3 separate regions of the Zea mays genome follow, and regions 2 and 3 are each linked to region 1. A link is a contact called in public Hi-C data. All regions are on one chromosome and are shown on one strand. Each heading gives the region's core, a stretch centred on a gene start, on an enhancer-like site or on the middle of the called end of the contact. The rest is flanking DNA. Distances are from core to core; before and after follow the strand shown.

Region 1 (3,621 bases), core at 564-3,063:
CACTAGACCATCCGCATGTAGGTCATCGTGGAGCAGATAAATACGAGCTTCTCTGCAGGCGCGTGGACCATCGGCGTATAAGCGACAAACCGTCTGGTGTTTGCTATGACGCAGAGCGGTTCATGTAGAACCTAGATCTCGCCTCTCGGGAGGAACCTTGTCAGGGAGGAGAGATTATATGGTTGCTTCATAATCGGCAGGCCACCCAAAGCACCTCTAGACGGCGTATAGTCGAAGAGAGGTAAATATTGATTGAGAAACTACAACTAAAGCTAGGCGAAATCTAACGAGTCCTTGTGAGTTTTTTAGGATAACCACGTATGAGATAGGGGTCCCAAACTGAATTAATCTAATCGGGGACTGTCCGGACTACTCACGCAGAGCGTGGATCATCTGGGCCACAAGATCAAACCGTCCGACCATACATTTTAAGCATCAAACTGTCTGAAGCACCAGACTATTCGGTGATAGCCGCCGAATTGTCCGATGTACGTCATCTAGGAGAACTCTACCGATGTCTTACTTCATCATGCCCTCTAGTGCTTTTGGTCTTATTACTGATCCTTACGGTTCCTTTCTCGCTTGGAACCTTCCGAGTAGTAGCCACTCCTAGTGATGGGTTCGACGTGTGAGGATCACCGATGACTACACTCTTGCCCCTGTCTTTATCCGCCACATCTTACCGAACAAAGACCTTCTCATTGGTCAGCTACAGTGTGTTGATAGAGAATGGTTGTATGCCAATATGCATTTATTGGAAGTTTAATGGGACTTCATTTTTATCCGATTGTATTTGCCGACAATAGATGTAGCATGTGTTGTCAATCTACCTCTTTTGATCTTGTTGCTCTTTGCTTTTTTTTATACAACTCGAGGCAGTCAATAATCATCATGTACCTTATGGCCGTGTATTTCCGCGTGTGGATATATATAGAGGCCAGATTTGTATCACTATCTCTAGAAACAACAACGTTCCCCCTCCTCCTAGCATTATAGGGGTATAGCAGAGACAGGCTTTCGCAGTGCTCCGTGGTTGCTTTTGTACCGTGCTAGTACACGTACACCTACAAGATCAATCGACCGATGCAGCGTACACTTCAAACCTCCGGACTTGAACGTACACTTCATCGTCAGTGACCTACTCTACTACCTCGTCAGACGTCGTCCGTCGTCCGTACTCACGAGATTATATATGTTTTTTCTAGTACACAAACTGTCACTCTGCTTGAGCCTTGACTCTTTTAATTATTGACGAGTAGAGTGGTTTAACAACCGTGTACTAGCTAGCATCGTGTCGAAGCTAGATTACATTACACACAGTACACAGGCAGAGAGCGTGTCCATCATCATCAGAATACTGTACTACCGCTACGTTACGTCGTCCAAGCGTCCAACACACACATCGCTAGCTAGTGCTAGTCAATAGAACTAGGCAGGAACCGTGCATGCGTGCATGCGAAACCTGCTATATGCCTGTTTAGTTTAGGTACGATTTACGCACGGTTCCAGAGGAAAACCCCAAGTCCAAGTAACAAGTGAAAAGGGTAGTTGGGTTCTTGAGGACCGAACACCGGCTCGCTCGCTCATTTCCCAGCTCCAGGTTCCAGAACACAGCTCCGATCCCATTCCCATCCAATTGGTTCTTGGAATCGCATTCCACGACATAAATAGCATCTGCACTGCATCCCATATGTTTCTCAGCGAGCATGCTGCAGGCCATTTCTTCCCACCAGTGTGCCGTTGTCGCTGAAGCCCCAGCCCCCAGTAGTGTGATTCGTTCATAAAGGTGTGAGATCATCCACACAACTAGCTAGCTCGAAGCTAGTAGCTGCTGCCATGGTAGTAGCACTGAGGCTGGGACACTTGTGCTGCGCGGTTGTGCTTGCGTTGTCCATCTCTTGGTGCAGAGGTAATCCGTCGACCCGGCCACGACGACAGCTTCTCTGTTTGTTGCCGTGTGAAGCATTCATCTTGACTACTGTTAATAAATTCCTTACTCCATTCTTCTGACTACTGTTAAAATCCCTTACTTCGACCTTGTTTATTTGTGGGGTTTAGTTTTATAAAGTTTTGCTCCTCTTCTTCTTTTGTGCAAAAAAAAAGGGTTTTATATATACAATACTTATTTTGTCCTCAGAATCTGAAGCCTTTGCCAAGTAGAAGCCAGCTCCTGTGTCTTTTTTCATAGATATTCTAAGGCCTTCCAGAGCACATAATGACACTTGACAGGCGTATATAATTTACTGAACACTTCTGTTGTTTCTATGCGCAATGCAGGACAAGGAGGAGGAGGAGGAGGTGCTGCTGGTGCAGGTGGTGCTGGTGCAGCAGGGGGCGCGGCAGGTGGTGCTGTGGTTCCAGGGACACAGGATGCCATCCAGATCGTGTCACAGGCTGCTCTCTGCTTTGACAATAGACAGGTAAGCTAACGACTCTTTGGCCTGCGTCCGAAGGTAAAATCCATCACATATTCACATCAACTGCTCTCTGTGAGGGTTACCCACATAAACAAGGTTCCATCTGACTAAAACATCCCAGATCCCAATGACTGCAGATCAAATACTATGAAAATACATCGAAAATCCCCAAATCCCAAATCCCATGTAGAGCATATTAGATTTAATTTGCCCAATATTATAGAGAACATTACAAAGATTTATGATATCAAATACTTATACTATGGAAATAAAAATTAATAGTGAAACTTATTATACTTATTTAGTATCATAAATATCATTTTACAATATAAATTTGACTAAACTTAAGATGCTTTGAATCTCCAGAAAAGTTAAAACATCCTGTGATTTGGAACGGAGGCAGTATAAACCAGAGAATGATCTTTAGTTTCACCCCCTTCCTTCCGGATAGCCTTTCTTTGCCTTTTTTTTGCATATGTATTTGATTCTAGACAAATGTATGTACAACTGGAAAATGCACTCTACTGAAGAAAGAAAACGTCGCGTGACAGGTGATAAACGGGTGCCTCCAAGCAATGGGCAACAATGTCAACAGCAACGGCAACGGTGGCAGTAGCAATGGCAGTGGCGGCGGCGGCAGCAGCAACAGCAACAGCGGGTCAACGGCAAGCATGTGCCAAGGGCCGTGCTTCGGGCAGATGATGCTGATGATGAACTGCGTGAACGGCATCCTAGGCAACATCCAGGGCTACAGCCCCGGCCTCATGCAGGGCGTCCAGGCCGTCTTCCAAATGTCGTGCGGCAATGTTGGCAACAGCCAGCAGGGTGGCGGTGCTAGTGGAGGTGCCGCCGCCGGTGGTGCTGCTGCTGGAGGTGCCGGAGGTACTAGTGGATCGTCTAGTAGTGGGGGTGCCGCCGCTGCCGGCGGTGGAGCTAATGGCGGAGGTGCCAGTGGTGCTGGTGGTGTCACTGGCAGCGCCGGCAATGCTGTTGGTGCCAGCGGGGGCAACAATATGGCCAACGGTGTCACTACGGCTGGCGGTACCACGAGTCCTAACGGAGGTATGGCCATTTTTTCGATGCAGAATTTTCTTGGCCTCCCCGCTCCACCTCCTCCGATAATTCGAATCGAAGGCAAGCTCTGACTCGTCACTCCCGCCTTTGGCCTAGGCAAGCCGGATGTCTAGCAGCACCGTCTGGCGTC
Region 2 (3,621 bases), core at 353-2,852, 200 kb before region 1:
TAATTGGCTAAAAAAGTGCTAGTGGAATTAGCTAGCTAACAAATAGTTAACTAACTACTAGCTAATTTACTAAAAGTAGTTAATAGCTGAACTATCAGGTAGACTGTTTGGAGGTCTTCAGCTAATTTTAGCAGCTAACTATTAGCTCTAGTACATTCAAACATGGCCTTAGTAGTAAAAAACCATGGGACTGGCAATAATTTTCTCACTCCATACTTATTTGGTGGAGACTGTCAACTTACCAGTAGACAGTAGCAGGACTGTAGGATACATTCATGAAACAAAAGTACACTAAACCAAGTACAGATGGAGAAACGGAAGGATTTAAAGTGAAGGATAAGATATCACAAGAACCTTGTACCTCGATATGTGCTGCACTTCTGGACACTCTCGATGATGGATGAGATTCATGCCTGCCCCGATGCCTGTGCTCTTCTGGAGACATTGAACGACCATGCCTGAAAGACCTTCCCGATCCCCCATTGCTCCCATCATGATCTGTTGGTTTCACTCTTGTTGAATCCCTTCTGTCACCAGAGTCCAGCCTTTGCTCCCTTGAAGAAGCAGATTTCCAGTCACCCCGATTAGGCCTTCCATGTCTATCATCATCCCAGACCGGCAATGCCACCTTTGAAGCACCATACTTATCATCCCTCCCAGCCCCCCTCTCCCTAGAATGATCCTTCTCATCATCACGAACATATTTCTTATCTTTTGCAGTACCTCTGGTATCCTCTCGATCCGACTTCCTATCTATCGATGCAACCCTCCCTTCATCATGTTCCCTGTGCTTGCCCCATGAGTCCCTCTCTTCCCCATGAGAGGGCTTGCGGCGATCACCATTTGTTACATGCACTGCCTCCCGATCCACTTTCCTGTCTCTTGAAGCATCCCTCCCCTCATCATGCTCCCTGTGCCTCAGTGTATCCTGCTCCTCCCTGTGACTTGCCTTCCGGCGATCACTGCCAGTAAACTGCACCGCCTCCCGCTCACCCTGCGCTCCCCTCGTCCTCTTGGAGCGCGGCGAGGGCGACCTAGAGAAGTGTCGCCTAGCAGGTGAGGGTGATCGTGACTGCTCCTGCTTACGTTTCGGCGACCTGACCCGCTGGTCCTTCGCCTTCTCCCTGGGAGACGACCTCTCTCTCCCCTTGTGCAACAGGCTGACCTTAGCAGGAGACTCTGGCGACCTGACACGCTCCTTCACCTTCTCCCTCGGAGGCGACCTCTCCCTGTCCCTATGCGACGCACTTGACTTCGCAGCAGGAGACCGTGCCCTAGCAGGCGAACCCTTCCTCCGCTCTGGGGAACTCCGCCTGCGTGGCGGCGTTCCCCTCCGCTCCCTGCCCCGTGCTGGGGAACGCGATCTCCGCGCGTGCTCCTCCCTCCGCCGCTCCACCGCCGAAGCCATTGCTGGCCTGGAGCAACACAGTGTTGATTCAGGGCGCGAGAAAAGCACCGGAATCGCGCAAGGGTTTTTGGCCCAGCATTCGTGCGAATCGAGGGACGGAGGGGAACATACCGGAGATGGAGGCGGCGGAATGGGCCTAGATGCTACCTCCCCACGGCGGCGGAGGCGGCGCTGCTACGGCGACTGATTTTTTCTGCTTCAATCGCCTCAATTGTGGGGATGATGCTGGGATGGATCGAGATGTTGGATGGGACAAAGACTCACAGAGACGAGGACTCAAAGCCCATAAGAAGGAAAATCATAGCCCATGTACACAGTCCTGCTTGCTGGCAGCTGTGTAGTTGCTTAGGCCCACAGGTTGGACCGACGTGGCAACCAACATTCAGGGCCTGTTTGTTCGAACTGTTGTTTTAGGCTGTTTCAAATTTTGATTTTGTTTCCGGCTACCTTTTTACATATTGAGTTTTTTCAAACACAAAAGGCTATAAAAGCTTATCAGACTGTTTTTTAGCTTTTATTTTTTAAAGCCATATTTCTAGTTATTTAAACGCCGTTTTTTTAGATTCTGGGTTTTAACTGGCAATAGCAAGATAAAAGCTGAAACAGATAAGACCTTAACACGGAGACAAATACAGGTTCCTTCAGTCTGGTTGTCTTGTTTCCCCAAAATAAATACAATCCAATAAATAATTAAAACTAAAATAAACTAGAAATTGAGGCCAAAATAAAATAAAAGATAAAAAATATAAAAAAATTAAAATAAAATAGAAATCGATGAAACAAGAAAACGCCCAGAATGAATTTTAACCTGATAAAACTAGGGAAAAAAAAACTTTACTAACTCTTATTCCTAGCATAGCATGAAGCTGAAAGTGCAACGAATCCTCTCAAATATTACCTAAAAGTCAATTTCACTATAGCCCTCACGTCTAAAGCTAAATTTTATTATACCTCTGTTCGTTACTCGTAGGTAGACCTGATCAAATATTAGGTTGAGTCAGAAAAAAAAATTAGGTTAAAATCTTTAGCTCAAGCTCAACCCTACACGTTTTAGTAGAGAGAAATATGGTTCAATTATCCAGAAAGTAACCGGGTAAAGTAGCACCCCTCATCGAGCAATGTATGAAAACCAAGAATTTGCGACAGAGCACAACCAAAATTCATTTGTTGGGGGTAGCCATTCAAAATTCGCATCTCTGGCTCTCTGCTCATCTCCACAGGTCCATAAGTTTTAGATGGACTTAAGTGATGCAAAGAAAATACATATATAAATGTTTGTGAGAAGGTAAGGATCGCATTCTGTCATTGGGGCAGCATGTAAGTATGCTTACTAGATGGTAAGTGTTTACATATGATGACTACAAAATCTGTAAGAATCAAAGCTCGCTATGTGGATCTTTAAAATCCAGAAAAGAATGAAGACACTGCAGTTCAGTAGTTCACGAACCCAATAAGCCCGAACAAGAGCCCTTGACATTTGACATCTCATCATGGTTGCCTTCAAGGTGAGGGCTTGTCATTTCGATGGCAGAATCCACGCTTGAATCTTGTGTAACCAGTCTCTGCTAAGATAGTACAACAGCCAGACGACACTAGAGTCTCCAGGTGGGAAGTTTATATTATATGTATAATCATGTGAAAAATGTGACAACATCTCTCGTATATCCCCTAACTATTAACATGCGTGGGACATTCTCTACAAGCAAATCCATGTACTCCATGTAGAAATATGCAGGATGATTTAGTGGTGGTGGTGGAAGGCTCACAAGAACTACAGCTGCCATTCTGGAGTACCTGAGTATCGTGGAGTTCAATTTCAACATTGTGTAAAGGAATTTATCAACCTTCTGTTCATTCACAACAACTTGCCTCCCATTCTCCTTTAGTGGCTGCCTTTCTCTTTGAGCAGTTTCCTTCATCTCGTCAAGGTATGTTTCGATCCTTTGCTGTGCACTTGTGTAAGCCTCATGGGAGTTATCCTGCTGAACACCGCTACTGCTGCTCTCCATGTGTGACTCCCATGATTTCATAGTGACAACAATGACCTCAGCTTGCATCCTAAGATCATACAAGAACTTTTTGACATCAGCTTTCAGCTCCTCTGCGTCGGTATCCTCTTCAGATATGCAGAAGACTTGGATCTTACAGCTCTCAAAGCTCTCCTTTGTCAGCAGGAGTTGGGACAGAAGAAGCATCAATCCTCCATCCCTTAC
Region 3 (3,621 bases), core at 412-2,911, 180 kb before region 1:
ATGATGATGTCATGAAGTCGAATCAACAGTTCAAACGATCTTCAGGGTGCATATGCTAAACACTGGTAAAACTCAGCTTCATGGTAAAAAAAAACATAAAGTTTTAGTCAAGTTAACAACAGTAAGAAAATAGAATGATTGACCCTACCTCTTAAGACCCAATATATTTACAAGAGAATCAAAACCAAAGAGTTCTAGCTTTGAATCCCCTTGAGATCCACTGGATGTAACATGATCATCAGGAGAACCTTCCCGCATACTTGGATCAATAGTTAGATTAGCATCAGGCTTCAGGTTCCTATATCAAACATAAAAGAGTGTGAGTCCATACTTCTAGCACCTCGGCAACCTGTTTTCTACTAAATTCTCTTGTACTTATGATTTTCAAAAGAAAAGGACAAAAAAAATAAGAAAAGGTAAAGATCATGTACAATGATAGCCATTTCTTCAAAGTTGTTCAAAGCAAAGAAGGTTAAGGGTATATGCCATGTGGCAAGCCATACCACGCACAAGAAGTAAAATCAATACATGGACAAAACCGTATTCCCTTTCAAGTATCACAAACTGGCATCAAACAGTCTAGCCACAAAAGTCAAATCTACATCAACAAGCCTATAGTTGCTTGACAATCTGTTTTCTACTGGTTTCAACAATGGTAGCATTGCAGCTGCAGGCGCTCCCATAAAACAGATGTGACAGACATGGTCTCACAGACTTGATCCCGATGCCCACAGATTTAAATAGGAAGAAGCAACCCAAGGCCCAAAATAGAAGTTTCAGTGTTTCCTAGCATCCAGGGAAGTCAACCTAAAATCTTAACTTCCGATACTTCCAATAGATTGAGTATGCTCAACAGTCCACAGCTACTCTCCAATTGCTCCCTTCAACAGCCCATGTGCAAAACAATGCAATTCCTAGACAATGCACACACTAATTTGCAGCAACTATACTAGTGATCCACGCAGCAGTAACCTCTGAATTCAGCACGTTTGCGATCTGCTAGCACGTGACATAACAAATTGCTCTCGAAACCTGCAAATGCGAATGAAGTACGCATCACCTTGGCGGCTGGGGAGTCACGACGGCATCGATGGTGGCAGACGAGGATCCCGGCTCCATGGAAGTCATCTGGATCACGGCACGGTCGCTCGACCCGACTGGCCGGTACCGCCGCCCATTGGGCGGCGCGGGCTCCGGCAGTGCGTCGTCGGCCTCCTCGATTCCACCGTTCTCCATCCCTCGGCGGACGCTGCCGAACACACCGAAAGTGATCCCAGTGAGATCCAGAGTTCAGAGGCATACACCGACACACGCCGCCTAATCCCGCACAGCCGGCGTCGGATCTAGATCCGCAGCGGCGTGTGCTAGCGGGAGGAGCAGCGCCGGCGTACGATGTGGCGGCGGGGAGAGATCTACGGATGCTCCGCTTACCTGGAGAGATGATGTGGGAAGCGATAGCGGTGTGTCTGTGGCGGAGGAGGGTGGGCTGGGTGGCAGAGGAGGAGACGCCGGCGACGGCGGTGGCGACGGCTGCGGAAGGTGGGCAACGGTCAGAGGGAGTAAAGGTTCAACTCGTTTTTTTTTTTACTTCTCTGTATTTTGCGCGCCAGTACCTTGCGAATGGGGAATTGATGGTTTTAGCTTGTTTGCTTTGCTTCCCCTCGAGGTTTGCATGTTTTGACCTTCTAGAAATACTAGTTTGATCTGTCAAACAAAATCACAGCATAATCACACCCAAAAACGTGATGGTGACCAACAGGATTTTTTTATTTATCGTGATTTAATTTAAAAATAAACTAGCCCACGATAAATATTCAAGAAGCAGATGTAGTGTTTGTTTTAGCTCTTATTATTATTATTATTATTATTATTATTATTATTATTATTATTATTATTATTATTATTATATTCAGATAAATGATGATACATCTAAATATGTATATATAACATATACATCAAGTATTGTATGAATCTATAAATTTACTAAAACGAATTTTAATTTGTGATGAGGGAAGTAACAGAGAGCATAACATCTACACCTAGAAAGGAAAAGCTTACCCTACATCAAATGCTTGTTGCTGCTACAAGGATTCGGACAAGAAGCGGCGACACGTCCTGGCCTTGGGCTCCGGACAAGAAGCAACGATGGGGCATGGCCCTGGCTGAGGGAGATTTTGGTGAACACCTCGTTCGTCTCTGTGTCACCATGTAGGCGAGCAGGAGGGGACGGCGGTGGCGCGGGGATAAAGAGGGTGGGGCGAGGCAGCGCTAGTGACGGCGGCATGTGGCGGGGGCGACACCAAGGGTGGTCGCACGGGGAGGAAGTGGCGGGGTGGGGTGAAGGCGCGGAGAGGATGACAATGGGGTGGCGGGCACGAGGACAATAATGGTGGATGGCAACATAGGGAGGAAGAAGACAGGATGGAGGGATGGCGCCAACGTCGGTTGCGCGGGGAGGAAGAGACCGAAGTGGGGCGGCCACACGGGGAGAAAGACGATGTGGGTGGTGGTGCATGGAAGACATGTGGGGACCTTGGCGCGCTTCAGGGGCTATGACGACGTGACATCGTCACCTGCTCCTAGACCCATCGTGGTGCAGGCGATGCCGCTACCACCCTTATCCTCCTCCCCCGTCGTCGAGCGCAGGTAGGGTTACACGAAAGGGATCGCTAAGGATGGCAGGTTGATTTTCTAAAAACAAAAGGGTCCGAACAAAAGTCACACAGGCTACACTTCCTCAAATAGCTAAAGTTACTTTTATGTTAAAGTTTCTTTTATATTGACCTTATTCCTTCCAGGTTCCCACATCTTGATTGTCACACAAAACCCAAGATGTTGTGGGGGCTACTGATGGCTATATGTCGGCATAAATCAACAGATAAAGGCTTGATGATAGAATCAAGCCACATACCGACTTCTCGCGGATATCTAATATATGGAACATCGACCAACTAAATTGGATCTACACATAACCTTTCCTTTTAACTATAAAATCCTACCTCGAACATCTCGGTGGTTGTATCACAACCGAGATGTTGGGAGCTAGCCTCATACATTTACATAATAGTATAGAGTTATCATTAAACTCACATGTTTGTACTAATCGTTTTTTGAAATTTTCTTGAAGGACAAAATATGGCTTAGCCCCCTAAGTCTACTTGACCCGACCCTCAGTCCAAGGGTACTAACTGTTGGCTCCGCTGTTAAAAATACCTAGACGATTTGGGTCAGGCAGAGTCGGGGTCTCTTAGGGGATGGGCGGTAGTACCACCTACTACCTCTTGGTGCTAAGTCCTGAAGGAACCTTCCCTATTCCATCACACATTGCTAGTCACTCTAAAGGTATTGAGGGTACTCAATCACCCCCCATTACAACAATACTTGCAATCTAGATGGAGTAGGGCTCCCTCTGGGGAAGCCGACAAAATATCACCTACATGGATCTATGTTGTCATCTATGACCCATCTGTGGGATAGGAAAAGCCCCTCGTGGCTTGGTTCATTGAGAGGACAATAGAAAGACCTTTCTGACGGCAAACTTACTGACTTTTACTGTCATCTATCCTCATGTAGATTTTTCTCTGTGGAATTGATAATATTTTAAATTTGGTCATCTCTATA

Evidence for each region. Hi-C and Micro-C count contacts between places; a contact is called where the count stands out from the background.
Region 2: a Hi-C map of ear shows a contact between it and region 1, with 2.0 times the contacts expected there. The contact joins the promoter of LOC100192588 here to the promoter of LOC100276043 in region 1. A contact is called at or near these places in 5 of 25 Hi-C or Micro-C datasets (bundle sheath, ear, root tip and 2 more).
Region 3: a contact with region 1 is called in a Hi-C map of leaf, with 2.4 times the contacts expected there. The contact joins the promoter of LOC103631489 here to the promoter of LOC100276043 in region 1. A contact is called at or near these places in 5 of 25 Hi-C or Micro-C datasets (bundle sheath, ear, leaf and 1 more).

Annotation. Positions count from the first base shown.
Region 1 is chr6:150,745,346-150,748,966 of Zm-B73-REFERENCE-NAM-5.0, reverse strand. LOC100276043 reads left to right here and starts at 1,813. Exons shown (of 4, transcript NM_001149928.1): 1 at 1,813-1,909; 2 at 2,278-2,420; 3 at 2,969-3,479. The coding sequence starts at 1,837.
Region 2 is chr6:150,943,847-150,947,467 of Zm-B73-REFERENCE-NAM-5.0, reverse strand. LOC100192588 reads right to left here and starts at 1,602. Exons shown (of 11, transcript NM_001361662.1): 1 at 1,520-1,602; 2 at 362-1,415. The coding sequence starts at 1,408. It overlaps LOC103631489 (cation-chloride cotransporter 1), which reads right to left. Exons shown (of 14, transcript XM_020539526.3): 14 at 2,589-3,621. The coding sequence ends at 3,040.
Region 3 is chr6:150,923,245-150,926,865 of Zm-B73-REFERENCE-NAM-5.0, reverse strand. It overlaps LOC103631489 (cation-chloride cotransporter 1), which reads right to left and starts at 1,661. Exons shown (of 14, transcript XM_020539526.3): 1 at 1,432-1,661; 2 at 1,061-1,249; 3 at 149-298. The coding sequence starts at 1,236.